Linked DNA regions of Sus scrofa: region 2 is linked to region 1. The links are chromatin contacts, called in public HiChIP or PLAC-seq maps. All regions are on one chromosome and are shown on one strand. The core of a region is the stretch at or near the end of the contact, and the rest is flanking DNA. Distances in the headings are between cores, read along the strand shown.

Region 1 (4,896 bases), core at 967-3,466:
CTTTGTGAAGCTACATTTCCTTCGGCATGCTCATAAATGACAGAAAACTATCTAGGACATGTTATTTTATACCTGGATATCTCGTAGCAGGAACTCTAAGAGGCTTTTTGTATGCATACACTAGGAAACACCACACCAAGCATAAGTATTTGTATTGGATTTTAAAGAGAAAAATAAAATTCTTACTTTCTCTGTCATACACTAGAAAAAAAAGATCTTACAGCACAAGGAGAAAAAGAGGGTACTATTCTATTCATTACAAATTTCTATCAAATAAACTTCAGCCACATAAGTTTCCTGATACATTTAAAAACATGTAAGTGGGGAGTTCCCACTGTACAGCAGCGGGTTAACGATCTGGTGTTTCTGTGGCCACATGGGTTCCATCTCTGGCCCAGGTGCAGGGAAAAAAATACAAGTGGATCTTTTACATATGAGATGTTTAATTACTGTAACAATATTTTCATTATTCTAAATTTTCATACTATTTTATGTCTACAGGCTTTATAGAGAGAGCCTACTTTTTTGACATGAGAAAGTATAGCTTACATATTTTAATGCTGTGATTCTTATTTTCTTATTGAGTCAAGGATCTCTCTGGATATCTGAGAACTCTGGATTATCTCCCTAAAAATGCAGTGACTCAAATGTTCAAATAAAAGTTTAGGGACTATAGGACCCCTTGAAGCAATCCACAGACGGAGCTGTTTAATAATTGCTCAGATAGAGAGTACAGTCAACAGGGGCAACCTCCAACTGAAAGCGTAATAAAGTTTATGCAGCTTTTTGACAAATTAAGGTTCACTTTGAAACTTTAGACATTGATATTTTTGTTATATTGTTACTATTATTGATTTTTACCACTCTTTATAATATAGTGCCTGGAATAACAACTCCTGAAAGAAAAAAAAAATAGCCATTTTAGGAAAAGCAGCAGATCACTTCTACACTACAAACCAAAAATTTCTACCCATCACTGAACGCTCCAGCGTTTATCTATGTGTCATCAGATGGTTAACGACGTTCCTATTAAGTCCAGTTCTAGTAAGTAGGTAAACATTTAATGAAATCTCCATCATCACCAATTTTCAGACCCTGAAAATTCCCCTCTGATATGTTATACATGAAGCTTTAATGTAAACTACACATAGACGTGTTCTATTTAAAATTCAGAGGGCTTTTCAGTATGTTGGAAGCCAAGATGCCTCGGTCATAATTAAGCGACACTTTCAACCTTCTGGTTTACTTTAGAAAACAAAAACTGTTTATCAAGTGCACGGATGAAGAATGCAGGAACAACCCTGTGAAATGATTGAGCAAAAGAATGATGCACAAAAATTCAGAGCCTGAAATCACATGACCGCATGGCAACGCAGCCCCCAAACAAATGCCCAGGCGAGGCTGCTCAGCCCACCAAGCACAATCTCCCCGCACAGCCCCTACGCAGAGATGGTGGTGCCCCCTCTGCTCGCCGTTCTCCAAAGTGTTGCAGTCACAATGAGAAATCAGACCGCCAAGCAGAAATTCACACGCGCGCTCATACGCGCTCAGATACATACACACAGGCACACAGTCTCACACCTGGGGAGCCCAAGCAGCCCCACTGGAAGTTTGCAGGCTGCCTTGGCTAAGTGCCGCCGCGATCACAGTCCTCTGCTCTCCAGGAGCGAGATGCGCTCACTCACCAGCGCAGCTCTGCAGGACGAAGCTGCGGCGACGCCGGGTGCGGCCTCAGTCCCCACGGGTTCTGAGTTCCGGGCGGCCCTCAGCGGCCCCGGCTCCCTGAGGCCTCAGCGCCCCGGCCGTGGGAGAAGAGAGTCCCGGCTCCCAACGTTCTCACGCCCGGGCCCCGCAAGCGCAGCCGCCAACACGGCGCTGCTGGGCGCCCACCCCCGGCCAGCCCTCCGCCCTCAGCCGCCACGGGTCCCCCGGGCCCTGAGCTGCCCCCGGCGTCGTCTCCTTTGCTCCCTCGCCCTTCCCCGGCGTGGGAACCGGGCCCGGCCCCCGGGCTGGGCGACTGGGAGCATAGGAGGGCTTCCCGGGGGAAAGGGGGGTATGCTCCGGCCGGGCTTCCGCGGCGTGGGTCGCTCCTCCGGGAAGCCCCGACCCTCGTGGGTACGCGGCGACTGCTTACCCTATGGCTTCCCCGACCTTGGGCTTCGTTCCTGAACCGCCAGCAGCTCCAGGACGCACCCCGCAAATCCGCACTGAGAACGCAGGAAGAGTGGGCGGCAAGGGAAGGAGGTGGTGGGCGGGAAAGGGGACCCTGCGGTGGCACCTGCCAGTCTCTGTGCCAGTGCCCCCACTGCCCGTGCGGCGTTGGCGCTTACTCCGGTCTCCCGGCTCAACAGGCGGGGCGCGACGCGACGTGCAGCAAACCCGGTTCCCGCGCTGCGCCCCAGGCTCAATCAGCTCTGGCCCTGGTCTCTCCCTCTCCTCTCTCTCTCTCCGTCCGTTCCTCCCTCCCTCTTGGACTGCCCCAAGGATCCCCCGCAGAGACTCTCCCAGCTGCCTTTGACTTCTATTGGGAACCCCTCCCCTTCCCAGCACCGAAAGACTGAAAAAGAAAGTAGCGGCTGAGACACACCACGGCGAGGTCACTCTGGACACAGTCCCCTGCCCCCTCGTGGCTCGCCCTTCCCCGCAGGTGTTGATGGCCTGGTATGGCTCCCGCGGCGACTCTCTGCTTTTTGCCTAAAGTCTAGGGCAACCAAAGAGCAGGAAAACTGCATGAAACCTACTCGTGGAAAACCAGCTCGATGCTGAGTCCCACCCACCGCGACCAGACTAGGGCAGGGGCATTGAGCTTTCCAGCCGCCTAGTTGCCTTCTCAGCAGTTTCTGTGTGGAGAAAGAGACCAGGGGACAGGGACACTGGAAAAGAAAGGAAAAGGAGGGAGGGGACTCAAGGGAAATTTAGCCGATTTAATTTTTTTTTTTTTTTTTTTTTTTTTCCCCACTGTGCACTGGTCCGGAAAAACTGTGGTTTACTGTAGTTAGAAACTCCGACATTCCTGCTGGGAAATTGATGTCTGCATGGATGGTTTTCTTGTCCCGGTTTTCGGGTTAAAACCAATCTACTCCTTTTGCAAATGCAATTCTATGGTTGCAGATCATTTTCATCTCTCCAGTAAGGTCCTGCTTCTGCTTGCTTCAGAACTTTTGGTTCTGTTTTTTGGGTGAGTAGGGTGTGTGTGTGTGTGTGTGTGTGTGTGTGTGTGTGTGTGTGTGTATCCTAGCACAGAAAAATGAGTTCTTACATAAATGTTTTAAGTCACCTTCCTGACTTAAAAAAAAAACAACTCCATTATGTTGTTTCATTGTGAATTCATAATTATTCCTGAGATTATTGTGGTATTTTTTCACACCCAGAAACTTACAAATTGTTCACATTATCTCCAGTTCTTATCTTTTTCCCCAAACCCATCCATGTAATCTGTTCCATTTCCACTCACTTCCCAGCCTTGACAACTGTGGTCTCCTCATTGCAAACATCAGTCAGAATAAGCAGGAAAAAATAAAATCTAAATAAGAAAAAAAAGGTTATCCAACTAAACTTTGCCTTAGTATCAGGCAAAAGTCCGGAGCTCTAAGTTTGCGTTTTTTGGTTCTGCCATCTCTGAAACCTGTTTCTCTACTCTCAGTGCATGATCATGTCTTAGGTCAAAAGGGCTTTTGTCCTCGGAGTACTTAGAATTTAAGACCTAGAGGAGAAAATAAAAAGGAATATCCAGTAATGCATATTTGAAAGAGGATCTCGTACCATTTTAAGAAAGATGAAGTTAATGATTTGAAAGCTCAAAGAAGAAATCTCTCCAACAGAGGAAATGCTTCATAAGGGAGCATCATTAGCATTAGGCCTTCAAAGGTAGATACTATTTGGGAAAAGAAAAAACAGAGAAAGTTTTTGTCCTTGGTTTTGTGTTTTTCAGGAAGAGGCAAACTTGCAAGCAAAGGCCAAGAGGTGAGAAGGCATGACCCAGATCGTCAAGAAGGGCATAGAATCATTTTCTAAGTAAATTTAAAAAAAAAAAAAAGTACAAGCAGATGAGTGGAAATATATGCTGAGGCCACATGGCCTCATTTGCATATCCTCTAATTTTCATGCATTGTAATCTTATATAAAGCCAGTTTGCTTTTGTTTTCATTTTTCTTTACTGGCATTACTCTCCTCAACATGCCTTTCATCCTGGATCGTAATTTGTTTTACCCATTCATTCCTGCCTCTACCATCCTCAAATTCTAAGCACACCAAACACCTTGGTCAGGATTGCATTTAAGCTCAGTAATTTCTACAGGACCTACTCAGTTTACCAAAGGTAACTCTCAGCTAGAGGATGTATGCATTCCTTAATGACACTGTAGGCAACATTCCAGACCACCAAAATAAAGCAAATATTGCAATGAATTGACTCACAAATTTTTCGTTCCCAGTGCATGTAGAAGTTATCTTACAATATACTGTAGTCTAGATGTGCAATAGCATTTTGTCTAAAAAAAAATCAATGAATATACTTGAACTAAAAATACTTTGTTGGAGTTCCTGTTGTGGCGCAGTGGAAAGGAATCCAGCTTCTAACCATAAGGATGTGGGTTCGATCCCTGGCCTCACTCAGTGGGTCTGGGATACAGCATGAGCTATGGTCTAAGTCGCAGACATGGCTTGGATCTGGCGTTGCTGTGGCTGTGGTATTGGCCAGCACCTGTAGCTCCAGTTCAGCCCCTAGCCTGGGAACTTCCATATGCCACAGGTGTGGTCCTCAAAAACAAAAACCAAAAAAAAAAAAAAGGAAAAAGAAAAAGCTTTGTTGCCAAAAATCCTAACCATCATATGAACCCTCAGTGAGTCTTAGTAGAAACATCAAAGATCACTGATCACAGATCCCCATAACACATA
Region 2 (4,896 bases), core at 1,643-4,142, 95 kb before region 1:
GTCCTGACAATGAGTTGTTCTAGCACCCTCAATGCAGAAAGCTGAGCAAGGTTCTATAAACTATATCCAAGGCAAGATGGGCTCCACCAAAAGGGATCTTAGACAAAAAAGAATCAAGAGTAACACCTGGATTGCAAATGCTAGTATAACTAGCCACATTTCTCTTGCAGGGGCACATAATCTCTGCGGTCATTTTTTAGGTAAAATATCCAAATGATTTGCTTCATTTTATCAGAAAAAGATTTTGTATGATTTAAATTATTAGTGCTTAAATAGATTAAGAATACTGCTTGATGTTACTTAAAAATCAATTCATGAGTTAGAAGATATGATGTCCAATTAAAAATTAATATACTTTTTAAGTAGAATGCAACAATATTCTTAGTGTGATTTGGTGAAGTTCTCACATTTGTGGAATTTGTAAATGTCTGGATATTTTAACTTTCCATGTGGGAAATATGGCCAATATAAACAAATCACTTGATAATTTAATTTTAATTTCCAACACATTTCTCTATGAAGTATACCTTTTCATCTCTGTATCTGACAATGATCTACACTGATAATGGGTAAGACACATGTTCCAAATCCAGTTAACCTACATAAGAGTGTTGAAACATAACAACGATCTTTTATTGTGCTTTCAAAATTCTAAACATATTCATTGTCAACACGCAGCCACCAGGAAATTTGGGAATTTCTCACAGTTGAGAAAAATATCGCCAGGGATAATACATGATGTTTTCATAAATTCACAAAGAAAGGAGCTTAAAAATAGTCCTATACGTAGGTTATACTCTTTAAAGTCTTTCTCTTGATGTCTGCCTTCTCTATAACTCTGTCTACCAAGCAAGGTAAAAATTAGGAAGCTATTTATAAAGTAGATAGAAAGAAATGCCAGAGTAAGCTTTAAGTGCCTGGATTCTCATTTGATTGAACCTCATAATTGCCAAATCTCCACTTCTCTCTATGATATGTAGATGTGCTCTGTGGGTAACATAAATGGCTTATGGAACATGAAACAATACTCAGAGATACAGACCCAAGGGAAGGAAAAGTTGCATTCTACTGCTTAATATTTAATCCTAGTCATTGCCATGGAAACAGATATGTATAAGAAATCACTGCCAAGTAACTTCACAAAAAAGCCTATTAGAATTGATTGCTACTAATTGTAATACATTTAGGAAAGAACGGCACGGAAGCATCACCTACTGGATATAACAAAATGAAATCAGTGAGTACAGGAAATAAGACTAAATAACGACAATGTGGTCTCTGCCCACTCGGGTAACCATGCTCTCCACCTCTGTTTGAATGTGGCAGTTATATTATTGTCCCAATATGCAAATCCATACAGTAGAGGATTTTGGTGTGGATACTTGGCTGTGGTCATTTGCACACGTTAAATGCAAATTTCACCAGAGGGAGAGAAGTAAAAAGGGACACTGTTCGACTGAAACGCTCAGTGCCTCCACAGAGATGAGGACCCACCATTGCCACAGGTTTAAACTCTCAAGTGGCTGCGGTATTTGCTTTGACATTCAGAGTACTGGGCTCACATGTCTGGACTGAAACTAGGATGCCCTCCTACAACTGACAGCCTTTACCACAGTAGAAACTGAAAAAAAAAAAAAAAGTGGGTTGGGCGGGGTCATTTTAGATAAATAAATGCACTCGATTCACAGAGGCTCAATAAACAGTCTCAAAAGTGAGTTTCAGCATATAGAAAAAGGCTTCACTATTGCATATGTCCGCAAGGTGTGTTAACTGCAAGCTAGCCGGTCTTTCCATCCTTTCGAAGGTCTCTGGGAGCCTAAGAGTCGCGGAGGCCTTTGTGGTCCCGGAGGTCCCTCTCGGCGTGGGAGCCGCCCGGCCTGCTGAGCCTGGGAGCCGCCGGGGCGCAGGCAGCTAGTTCCCACGCTCAGGCCGGGTCGAGAGGCCGCGATGACCCCAGGGGCCCCTTCCCCGGCTCTCTGCCCCGCAGCCCCGCCCCGCCACCCCCCCTCTCCGGGTCCGGCTCCGGAGCGTGGGAGCGCAGCTGCAACCGAGAGAGCGGGGGAGGCAGTGCTGAGGATGCGCGCCGCGACCCCGCCAAGAAAAGGAGAACGCAGGAAAAGCAAGGGAACCCCACACGCTCCGCCAGCGCGGGTGTGAGCATGAGGAGCTGGTCACTTACTTAATGTCTTCCCACACCTCCGGGCCATAATTGCGGATTACCAGCAGCTCCAGCGCGTGATTCACGAATCCGTACTGCGGGGACAAGGAAAGACGAGTGTCAGGGACCAAACCATGGGTGGGAATGGAGCTTGGGGGCTAGGCGGCCTTATCTGCTGCCCCAACGCTGGTTGGACCTTGTACCTCGCCCCCTGCTTCCACCATATTTGGGGGTCCTTGGTGCTTAAGACCCGCCGCACAGGGGTGCAACCCACGCCCCACTCAGGGTCGGATCCTTTCCGTCATCGCCGCCCCACCCCCAAGCCACCTCCTAACCCGCTCACCTGTCACCATGCAGAGACATCCAGTAGAGACTGGCTGAGGGGACGCGAGTCCGACGCCTCCTCGGCCGGCCGCCAACTCTCAGCTCCCCCACCAGCCGGGCGGGCCTGAGCCGGGGGCCCCGGCGCCTCGGCTGTACTCCCTTCCAGAGCTAGGTGCAGCGAAGCGCGATGTGGACCCCCGGAAGCAAAGGCACGAGCGCCCCCTCCGCGACCCCCGACGTTCCCACCTCCCCGCTCTAGGTGCAAGCTGTAGGCTGCCCCCGCAGCAGGCAGTGCGCTCGCCTGGCCCCCGAGCGCGTCTCCGGGAGGTCGGCCGGGGTCCCTTGGGCAGCCAGGCCCGGGCGGATGGGAGACAGCCTGACCGGCTGAGAGCACTCACCATGGTGTCTGCTCACCGGCTTGGCGGAGAAACCCGGGCGGCGGCTTCTGGAGCGACCGGGCAGGAGCCCGAGGCGCCGCGTCGAGCTGGAACCGGCGCCCGGCCTGGCCCGGCCTGATTGCCACCTCCTCGCAGCAACCAAGAGTCGAGCCGCCGGGCTGGCCACCGCCTCCCAGCTTCCAACCAATCGGCAGCCGAGGAGGGAATTCGGATGCTCCGGGTGCAGCCGCGCTCCAGTGCCCTCCCGCCCCGGCCCTGGTGACAGGGCTTTCATTTGAGGCCACCACAGTGACTGCAGAGAAGCCACAGCCTTGCTCCTGGCATAAATTCTGGGGCAGGGAGAATGCAGCTGTTGTCCCAACAAATGTATTCTTATCCAAAGGTCTGCCCTCAGGGGTAGCAAAAACTAAGGAAGTGCATGCGCGCGCGCGCGTGTGTGTGTGTCTGTGTGTCTGTGTGTCTGTGTGTGCCTTGCAATACACAAGCCTTAAAAGGAATACACCCTCGTGGGCAGCACCCTCATGTTGCATATTGGAGATAAACACTTCCTTTGTGGCTTGGTCCCTCCACAGTTTATGGCATTCTGAAAGCTAATAATACTGTGCATAACATATTTCACCTTTAGTCAATGAGACTAGTTTGGTGTGCCAGCTAAAATACTTTGGAGGAAGGTCATGTCAAAACCAGCTCTGTCCATGACTTAAACTGCCCCGCCAGAACCATGGACCTTCTGGGCTTGATTCTGGTGTGACACCTGAGCCGAATGCACAGCCAGGAACTACACTCCAGGAAGTCTTCAACTGTCTGTAATTTGGCTTCTGTTACTGTTTCTCAGAGCGAACTGCTGAACTGGAAACGGCCAGTACAAAATGAGCAGACTTTTAATTTAATCTCTGGGTCTCCATTCTACCAAGCACTTAGTTTAGTTAATGCCCTGAGCCCCATCACAGGGAGAAGATGATAGAGCAGAAACTGTTGATTAAAACTCTATGCGGTACATGGACACTGTTGACTATTATTAGGCCAAAAATGAGGAAAGAAAGACAAGCCTGGTTTCTAGGTCTCAGTGGAGCTGAGAAGTCAGGAAGGTATTCTATGATGCAAATAGAGAAAATGTCAAACCAGTAAAACTACCAGCTTCTGTACCAGAGACCATAGTTGATATGGTTGACAAAGAAATATTATAGACATAGTTGATACAGAAATATTATATAGCAAACAAATGACAACAAATAACCTATCAAAATACGACCTTCTATTACCAATGGTGGAATGTTTAAATAAATTAGAGGCTTTCATACAACACTTTATATAATCATTAAAATATTAAACAGTTATTTAATATTAACTATTAGTTTTAACTATTAAAATAGGCCATTACACTATACAGCCATGAAAAAAAAGCTGGCTATATAATCATACAGAAAGATACATTGTTAAAAAAAAAACAGGTGACAGATTGTGCAATCACCTTCAATTTTTTGGTATATGAAATGGTTGTGTAGAGTAAGGTGCTACTTGAATAATAAGAGCACATGCATTGCTATAAATGTAACCTCCTGAGGAGATGCATAGTGAAGTTTTGAGATGCCTATTGAACCGGTGGTTGGAGGAACCAAGACTTTTGTTTTTTGTATCATGACCTGTACATTTTTATTTTCTTTCTATGTAGATGTAATGTTTTTTTAACTTGTTAAAAAGACTGTTAATCATATCTCCACCGATCTTCCTTTGAACAATAATAGAGCCATGCTGCACCTGCACTAAGTAAAAGGGTGCAGGGGGCAGACATTGCTCTGTTGAGATGGAAAATGAGGAAAGTCTGCCAGGAAAAAGACGAAGATGAGAAAAATGAAGGATAACCATCCCCACCAATGTTTTTCTCTCTGAAGTTCAAACTTCTGCCCTCACTGACATTTTTCTCCAACACCTAATTGCATTTGTCAGTATATTTTACTGTTTTGTTTTCTAATGATTTTATAGTCACCTGAATCTAAAGGAAATCATCACTGAAAC

The links. HiChIP or PLAC-seq counts read pairs in DNA pulled down with a chosen protein or histone mark.
Region 2: a contact with region 1 is called in an H3K27ac HiChIP or PLAC-seq map of skeletal muscle, with 5 times the contacts expected there. The contact joins the promoter of GUCY1B3 here to the promoter of GUCY1A3 in region 1. A contact is called at or near these places in 6 of 47 Hi-C or Micro-C datasets (adipocytes, brain, embryonic fibroblasts and 3 more) and 1 of 2 datasets of contacts at active chromatin or transcription factors (skeletal muscle).

The regions. Positions count from the first base shown.
Region 1 is chr8:44,446,735-44,451,630 of Sscrofa11.1, reverse strand. It overlaps GUCY1A3 (guanylate cyclase 1 soluble subunit alpha), which reads right to left and starts at 2,216. Exons shown (of 9, transcript NM_001018033.1): 1 at 2,135-2,216.
Region 2 is chr8:44,542,490-44,547,385 of Sscrofa11.1, reverse strand. It overlaps GUCY1B3 (guanylate cyclase 1, soluble, beta 3), which reads right to left and starts at 2,892. Exons shown (of 14, transcript NM_001018032.1): 1 at 2,881-2,892; 2 at 2,180-2,253. The coding sequence starts at 2,883.